Linked DNA regions of Danio rerio: region 2 is linked to region 1. The links are chromatin contacts, called in public HiChIP or PLAC-seq maps. All regions are on one chromosome and are shown on one strand. Each heading gives the region's core, a stretch centred on a gene start, on an enhancer-like site or on the middle of the called end of the contact. The rest is flanking DNA. Distances are from core to core; before and after follow the strand shown.

Region 1 (3,823 bases), core at 789-3,288:
TAGATAGATAGATAGATAGATAGACAGATAGACAGATAGATAGATAGATAGATAGATAGATAGATAGATAGATAGATAGATAGATAGATAGATAGATAGATATACTTCAAGAAACTTCTATACAGCTTAAAGTGACATGTAAATTCTTCACCAGGTTTATTAGGTTAACTAGGCAGGTCAGGGTAATTAGTCAAGTTATTGTATGACGATGGTTTGTTCTGGAGACCATTGAAAAAAAAAATATTGCTTAGGAGATAATTAGTGACCTTAAAATTTATTTTAAAAAAATTATTTATTAAAAACTGCTTTTATTACTGCCAAAATAAAACAAATAAGACTTTATCCAGAAGAAAAAAATATTATCAGACATACTGTGAACATTCATTTACTCTGTTAAACATCATAGATCAGAGAAAACCGCAGTTTAGCGCCCCCTGTAATGTTTGAAACGGCTAACGTCATTGCACATTTTAGCCAGTTCGAACACAGACCATTCACCCTAGGTACACTAGAGGGCGCCTCTTCATCTATGTATAAACAGGTAGATGGCATCAATTTATTGCTTATAGGTGGGAAATAAAAATAATAATAATATGTGTAACGACATGATTGACATTTATTTGTTGTTTAGATAGATAGATAGATAGATAGATAGATAGATAGATAGATAGATAGATAGATAGATAGATAGATAGATAGATAGATAGATAGATAGATAGATAGATAGATAGATAGATAGATAGATAGATAGATAGATACTGATTTAGTATCACTTTAAACCCTCCAAATGATGGCAGTACATCCTAGTAGTCTTAGGTTGTGATGATTGTGCACATATTGTGTTTTTGCTAGAGGGCGCTGTTGAGCCATACATTACTCCTGCATAATGTTTGCTTGCTATTCTGAGAGCATGACCAAAGTTTAGGATCACAACACAAGCAGAAACAAACAGCGGACTACAGAGGAACAACAATAAGGCATTCGGGAAATGATGCTATGTCTAGCAGATTTCAAGGAAATGCTAACCAGTGCTTCATTCCTTATTTTAAAAGACACCTGCACAATGCATTAAACCATTCAACATCAGCCTAGAGAGCTGCACTTGACAGATGTACTCAGAGAGAAATATTGCAGAAATGTTCCATAGTGCAATAAATGAATAGCTTACCCTAATAAGAAAATGCGAGTAAATGATGACAGAATACTCATTTTTGGGTCTTGTTATTATTATTACTATTGGTATTATTGTTTTTGTTATTATTAAAATGTACTTTTTGTATTTAAAAATTTTAGTAAAACAAACCAACCAACCAACCAACCAACCAAGCAAATATTTGATTTAATGCATTTTTTTAAAACAAATGTAATAGTTAAATAATAAAACAAACAAATACACAAACATTTAATTATTGATTTAAAAAGTAATTAGGAACAAAATAAATAAATGGGTTTAAATGTTAAATAAAAAAATCTATTAGGGAAATTTATATTTATTTAAACACTTTTTCTTCAAAACAAACAAATTTTTTATTTAAGTGAATAATATTTCACTTTGGTAAAAAAAATCTTATCTCATTCAAGGTCACATTTACGCATTTATTTATTTATTTATTTATTTATTTGTTTGTTTATTTATTTATTTATTTATTTATTTATTTATTTATTTACTGTGTTGCAAGTTATTGTACCTAACCAAAACATTTTGTGATATGGTTAATATTTTCATATACATTAATAACTATGCCATTCACGCAACAGTATAAGGTATGCACATTTAATGCAACTGGAAATTCTTTAGTCCTAAAAAAAAAAAAGTCAACTTAATCTACTCGTCATGCCAATAAAACGCATTAAACTCAAGAGTACAGTAGTTGAGAGAAAGTGATTAAGGAAAAGCAAAGACAAAAATTCAGTTAAATGTTCTACATTACGCCATTATTCCATCAGAGAGAGAGAGAGAGAAGGAGAGTGAGAGACCTGCACCTATAACTCCGCCTCCGGCTTCATGCATGCTGCATTCTTGATTCCTGTAGATTTTACTCTGGAGAAAGGGAAGCGGAGGGAGGAGGGACACGCGCCGGCGGTGGGATGGACGGCTGAAGCATGGAGTCGCTCGCGCATATTTGAGCTGCCAGAGGCGAGAAGAGCGCATCCTGACACAGAGCGAATGACTGACGCGTCTCTCTCCTTTCAGACGCATCCCTATAGCTTAATTGACGACTGAACAGTCAGTTCGGGATATCTGGGAGTTTATCTAGCGGCTCACCGCCGATTTTAAAATTTACCGAGCATCCCTGAGACCATGGAGACTGAATCGTCCCAGTTGGGGAGTAACGGAGCAAACGAAAGTGATCTTCTACCGGTGGACTTTCCGGGAGGAGAGATGCCAGCCTCTCTCGGTGTGCGGAGAGGGTCCAGCGTCAAGAAACATCACCATAAACACAACCTGAAGCACCGCTACGAGCTGCTCGAGACCCTCGGGAGAGGAACATATGGAAAAGTGAAGAAAGCCATAGAGAGGCACACTGGACGAGTGGTGAGCTGACCATCTTACATTACTTAAAATTTGCGTTTTGTGGTTAAGGAACCCACTTAGAACTATTAAACTGGTATTAATGTTGTCACAGATGCTTTCCCTAACATTATTTAAGATAAATAAACATTACATCAGGAGCTTTATGTTTATGCAAACCATGCCTTTCTTGAAATCTTTCTTGAAGTCTTGTGATTTCTGAAATTAAATGTTTGTGAGAAAATGATTTTATCTCCTAATATACATATAAAAGGTGTCAGTAAGAACAAAGGAGGAACTTCGACAGTGAAGCCATAAAATCAACTTTTCTGGCTCTGCTAAAAACATTTTGGTGAAAATTATTCAAAACAAGAACAATTACATAATCTAAATGACCTTTAATTTTCACTGCATATAAAGAAACATTTGTAGTTATAAATAGTTTTCATGGATGTTAAAGTTTCTTTAAGAAACCATTGAGACCCTTTCATTTTAAGTATGGGATCTCCATTTAAATTTCACTATATAACAATAGAATTAAATGAAGATTCCACAATTAAAATTAAAATCTCTTTATCAATGATTTCATGAAGGACTTTTAACATCAATAGAACCTATTTATGGGATGTAAGGGGTTTAAGAGGTTACCCCATAGCTTTTTCATTATTTACTCACTTAAATGCCATTCAAGGTTGATAATTTGTTTATCTTCAGAACATTTTCAGGAGTTTCAGAGCAAAACATTTTTATTCCTCCACTGAAAGTTCACCCAAAACTTCTTATGGGTTTAGAACAGCATGAGTGGGATTGAATGACATAAGTTTAAAAGAGAATTAGGGATTTGCCTTTCGTTAGATAAGTTTCACTCTTTATCAGTTGACCTGATTAAACATTCCTTTGAAATGTTGGTGAAAGCAAATGCGCCGTTAATGGCCATCATTACATGCGCAATTTCACAAGGCAAGTGCTGTCTTCCGTCCCTCAGTAACAGGGGTCAGCTCAATTAGGTCATCCAGGAGTTGAGCAGGTCAGAGGTTTCAAAATCACGAGACCTATGTAAAGCTAAGCTCCTTTACAGATCACGCTCAACTCGCCAACATCCCTAAGAAATGCACAACATCTGTAGAGGAAGATAAGTGGGGAAAAAAGTAGGATAAACCACTTCTGCTTTGGAACTAGGTCAGCGCATTAATCCCGAGACAGATCTGCATCTTGAGTGGGACAGAAATGGACCTATAGTGGGTCAGTTCTGTGGGCGAGAAATCAAAACGTGGCCTGATGTCAACAGCTGCTCGAGCACAGGATGCGCAC
Region 2 (3,823 bases), core at 385-2,884, 370 kb after region 1:
CTTCCCTTTCTTCGTGATACCCAATGTAACCTCATGTTTGTGCTTCTTTTATTTTTCTTATTCGGAAATTTAAATAAGCTGATCTTTTTATTTTCCAAATTTCTCATATTCTGGTGGTAATAAATAGATGTTACACACACAAAAAAATGAATATACTGACGTTAGCTCACATCATCTTCTTCTGTTAAATAAATATTTATATTGGCAGCTTGCAAACTGTGTTCATTACCGCCATCTGGTGAACTGAGGTGAGATCTGTTGGGGATATACAGTATATACAGGTCTTGTACAATATAAAAAAAGATTCATTTATTCATTTTTGGCTTTATCCTTTTATTAATTAGGAGTAGCCATGGCGAAATGAACTGCAAATATTAAAAACGTTTGAAATTTATGTATTTGTCTTAATGTGTGCATGTTACATTTATTTATAGTTTTCCTTTATATTAACACAGTGCATGTATATATATATATATATATATATATATATATATATATATATATATATATATATATATATATATATATATATAAAACTCATCTCTAATAACTGATTTATTTTATCTTTGACATGATGTCAGTAAATAATATTCACTAGATATTTTTCAAGACACTTCTATACAGCTTAAAGTGACATTAAAATGCTTAACTAGGTTAATTAGGTTAACTAGTCAGGTTAGGGTGATTAGGAAAGTTATTGTATATCGATGGTTTGTTCTGTAAACTGTTGATAAAAAAATACAGCTTAAAGGGGCTAATAATTTTGACTTTAAAATGGGTTTTTAAAAATGTAAAACTGCTTTTATTCTAGCCGAAATAAAACAAATAGGACTTTCTCCAGAAGAAATAATAATAATATAGGAAATACTGTGAAAACTTCCTTGCTCTGTTAAACATCATTTGGGGAATATTTAAAAAAGAAAGAAAAAATAAATTCAAAGGTGGCAAATAATTCTGACTTCAACTGTATGTATATATATATATATATATATATATATATATATATATATATATATATATATATATATAGATGAATAGATGTAACTGTGATTATATATTTTTTTACTTTTGATGTGCGAAATGTAAAAATGTTTTTATTACAGTATACTTTTATATTTTAAACCGAGTTAAAACTGTTTGAGCAAAATGTGCCAAACAAATACACGTTAAAATAAATAATTTGAATTTAACTGCGAGTAAAAGTTTTGAAGCAGTTTGTTATTTGGTAACTCTTAGTTGAAAACGCCACATTTTTCAATGTCCTTTAAACTGTGTTATTGTTAATAAAGCACACATAATGCCAGTACACCGTCAACAATACAGCCTGTGTCTGATTGTAATTACTTATATCAATAAAATGAACAGTTTTATTGCTTTGACTGCAGATTGTTTATTTTAGAGTGTGATTTCCGGGTTGTACGGAAGTCCCGTAAACAACCATAATTGTGCGCAGTACCTTTTACACTCTAATTAAAAAAATGTTTAAACTCTGTTAATTGTTTACTATTCACTGTTTACATATACAAACTCGATTAAGCTCAGTCAAATGACCCGATTATACAATTGTTCACTATTGAACCGTCTAAGAGACGGATTAAAAATCCAGTGCGCGTGTTAGTTTAGTCACTACGGTTACGTTACAGGCGTGACAAACTTGAGACGTGGTCTATTGCCAGCTTTTATGGTTTATTTGAGAAGATAATTACATCAGAATGAAATAAACGCCCTGTAGTTCGAGTCTGAATAATTGGAGGAACCTTTTTTAATCAACCCAATCGTTCGCACTACGTGTGGAAATATTAATTGGCTGGAAACAGTAATGGACGCAGTAAATGAAAACGGTAAACGCGCTATGAAGGACGACAGTCATGGGAACAGTACCAGCCCAAAACGAAGAAAATCCAGACACATCTCTGCTCTTATTCTGGCCCGTGGAGGGAGTAAAGGAATCCCCCTGAAGAACATTAAGATGCTTGCAGGGGTTCCCCTGATCGGATGGGTGATCAGAGCGGCTGTGGACTCCAATGTCTTTAACAGGTCGTGCTGTGTGACGTCAGCATCCATATATATATCTGTATGGTTGCTTTTGAAATATTTGCAGTATTGTCTCTTATGCCTGCTTTTGCAGTGTTTGGGTGTCTACTGATCACGAAGAGATCGCCAAAGTGGCCTTGGCTTGGGGTGCAAAGGTGCACAAGAGGAGCCCAGAAGTGTCCCAGGACTCCTCCAGCTCACTGGACACCATTCGGGAGTTCAGCAGACAGCACCGAGGTTGTAAATCTTTTGCAGTCAAATTCCATTGCTAATTCTCTATAGGGGTGTATCTACAGCTTGTGAAACTTGTGCGTCCTCTGCTTGCTTGTTGGTTGAACAAACAGACCAACCGGATCTGAGCCACATAAACGAGGTTAAAGTTGTGCCATTCTTTGCATTGCACATCAGGATGCAGTGGCTATTATATGCCTTATGAGGACGAAAATCAAAACAACGTGCATTTTCCCAATTCTGATGAATAATTTTAAAGAGTAATTATAATAATATTTACAACTGCAGTTTTTTTTTTGCATTGAAAGTTCAATGCATTTGGAAAGAAATATTGTTTTAAGTATGCTTGTGTGTAATTCTCTAAACAACGTGCAAACGGATCATCAAGTGTCACGTTTTGCTAAATAAAATGTCTAAAAGTCTATTTGAATGACTACTCTGTTGTTTGTTTTTGATTATAAAGGATGTAATAGATACTTTATTGGATATGTCTCCAAAAATAAAAAAGCTGGTGTTAAATTGCTTACCCTCAAGCCAAACAAGATGTAGTTGACTTTTCCCCCGTTCAGTAGAACATTGACGTAGTTTATTTTGTCTGAAATCGTTGTCCTTGCTGATAGAATGCAATTCACAGGCTACAAGCAGGCTGTAAGTAAAAAAACAACAATATTTATATATACACAGACAAAACAAATGTAATATCTGTGGCTCCTAGTGATGCACTGACATATATATTCTGTTTTCTAAAGTACAACACTGTGGGTCACCTCTAACTTTTAGCAGAGTTAATAAAAATGTAATAAATAGCAGATGGCTAACAGTGAAACATAAGCATGGCAGTGGGGTTGACTTTAATCTAATGTTGTTTTACAGAGGTGGATGTTATCTGTAACATCCAGGCCACGTCTCCGTGTTTGCACCCAAAACATCTCACAGAGGCTGTGGAACTCATAACGAAACAAGGGTACGATTCAGTCTTCTCTGTGGTCCGCAGGCACAATTTTCGATGGAAAGAGGTTGAGAAAGGAGGTTAGTTTAAGTGCTGTAACATAAATGTCTATTGTAAGATCATTAGAAGGCTTAAAGTTAGTTTTCTGTCATTAATCTTGTTAAAAAACAAATGATTTAACATGAATGCATTAAATTGGTCTAAAGTGGCAGTAAAACAATATTACAAAATTATTAAATGTCTATAACCATTCTTGAACACCCAAAACTGCTATTTTCAGGAGATTGCAGCACTGAACCGATGAACCTGAACCCAGCTTGCAGGCCGCGGCGTCAGGACTGGAGTGGAGAACTGTGTGAAAATGGCTCTTTTTACTTCGCAAAGAAAGAGCTCATAGAACAAGGGCTTCTTCAGGTAATATTTTGGGCTTTATAATCCGCAAAGTGACCATTTCACTGAAGTTCAAAATGTGTGGATGTCAGAAGCCTTAGGACAGAAAATGTGATGTTGTTGCACTGCTTTTTAACAGGGTGGAAAGAAAACATACTATGAAATGAAGCCTGAGTACAGCGTGGATATTGATGTGGACATAGACTGGCCTGTTGCTGA

Evidence for each region. HiChIP or PLAC-seq counts read pairs in DNA pulled down with a chosen protein or histone mark.
Region 2: an H3K4me3 HiChIP or PLAC-seq map of embryo shows a contact between it and region 1, with 7 times the contacts expected there. The contact joins the promoter of cmasa here to the promoter of nuak1a in region 1. A contact is called at or near these places in 1 of 18 Hi-C or Micro-C datasets (an unstated tissue) and 1 of 4 datasets of contacts at active chromatin or transcription factors (embryo).

The regions. Positions count from the first base shown.
Region 1 is chr4:14,940,576-14,944,398 of GRCz12tu, forward strand. It overlaps nuak1a (NUAK family, SNF1-like kinase, 1a), which reads left to right and starts at 2,039. Exons shown (of 7, transcript XM_684974.10): 1 at 2,039-2,536. The coding sequence starts at 2,303. All of the region lies in intron 2 of LOC137491394 (a long non-coding RNA gene), which reads right to left.
Region 2 is chr4:15,307,819-15,311,641 of GRCz12tu, forward strand. It overlaps cmasa (cytidine monophosphate N-acetylneuraminic acid synthetase a), which reads left to right and starts at 1,635. Exons shown (of 8, transcript NM_001040252.2): 1 at 1,635-2,037; 2 at 2,129-2,271; 3 at 3,139-3,294; 4 at 3,495-3,628; 5 at 3,744-3,823. The coding sequence starts at 1,820. It overlaps LOC141381604 (a long non-coding RNA gene), which reads right to left and starts at 2,911. Exons shown (of 5, transcript XR_012402012.1): 1 at 2,793-2,911.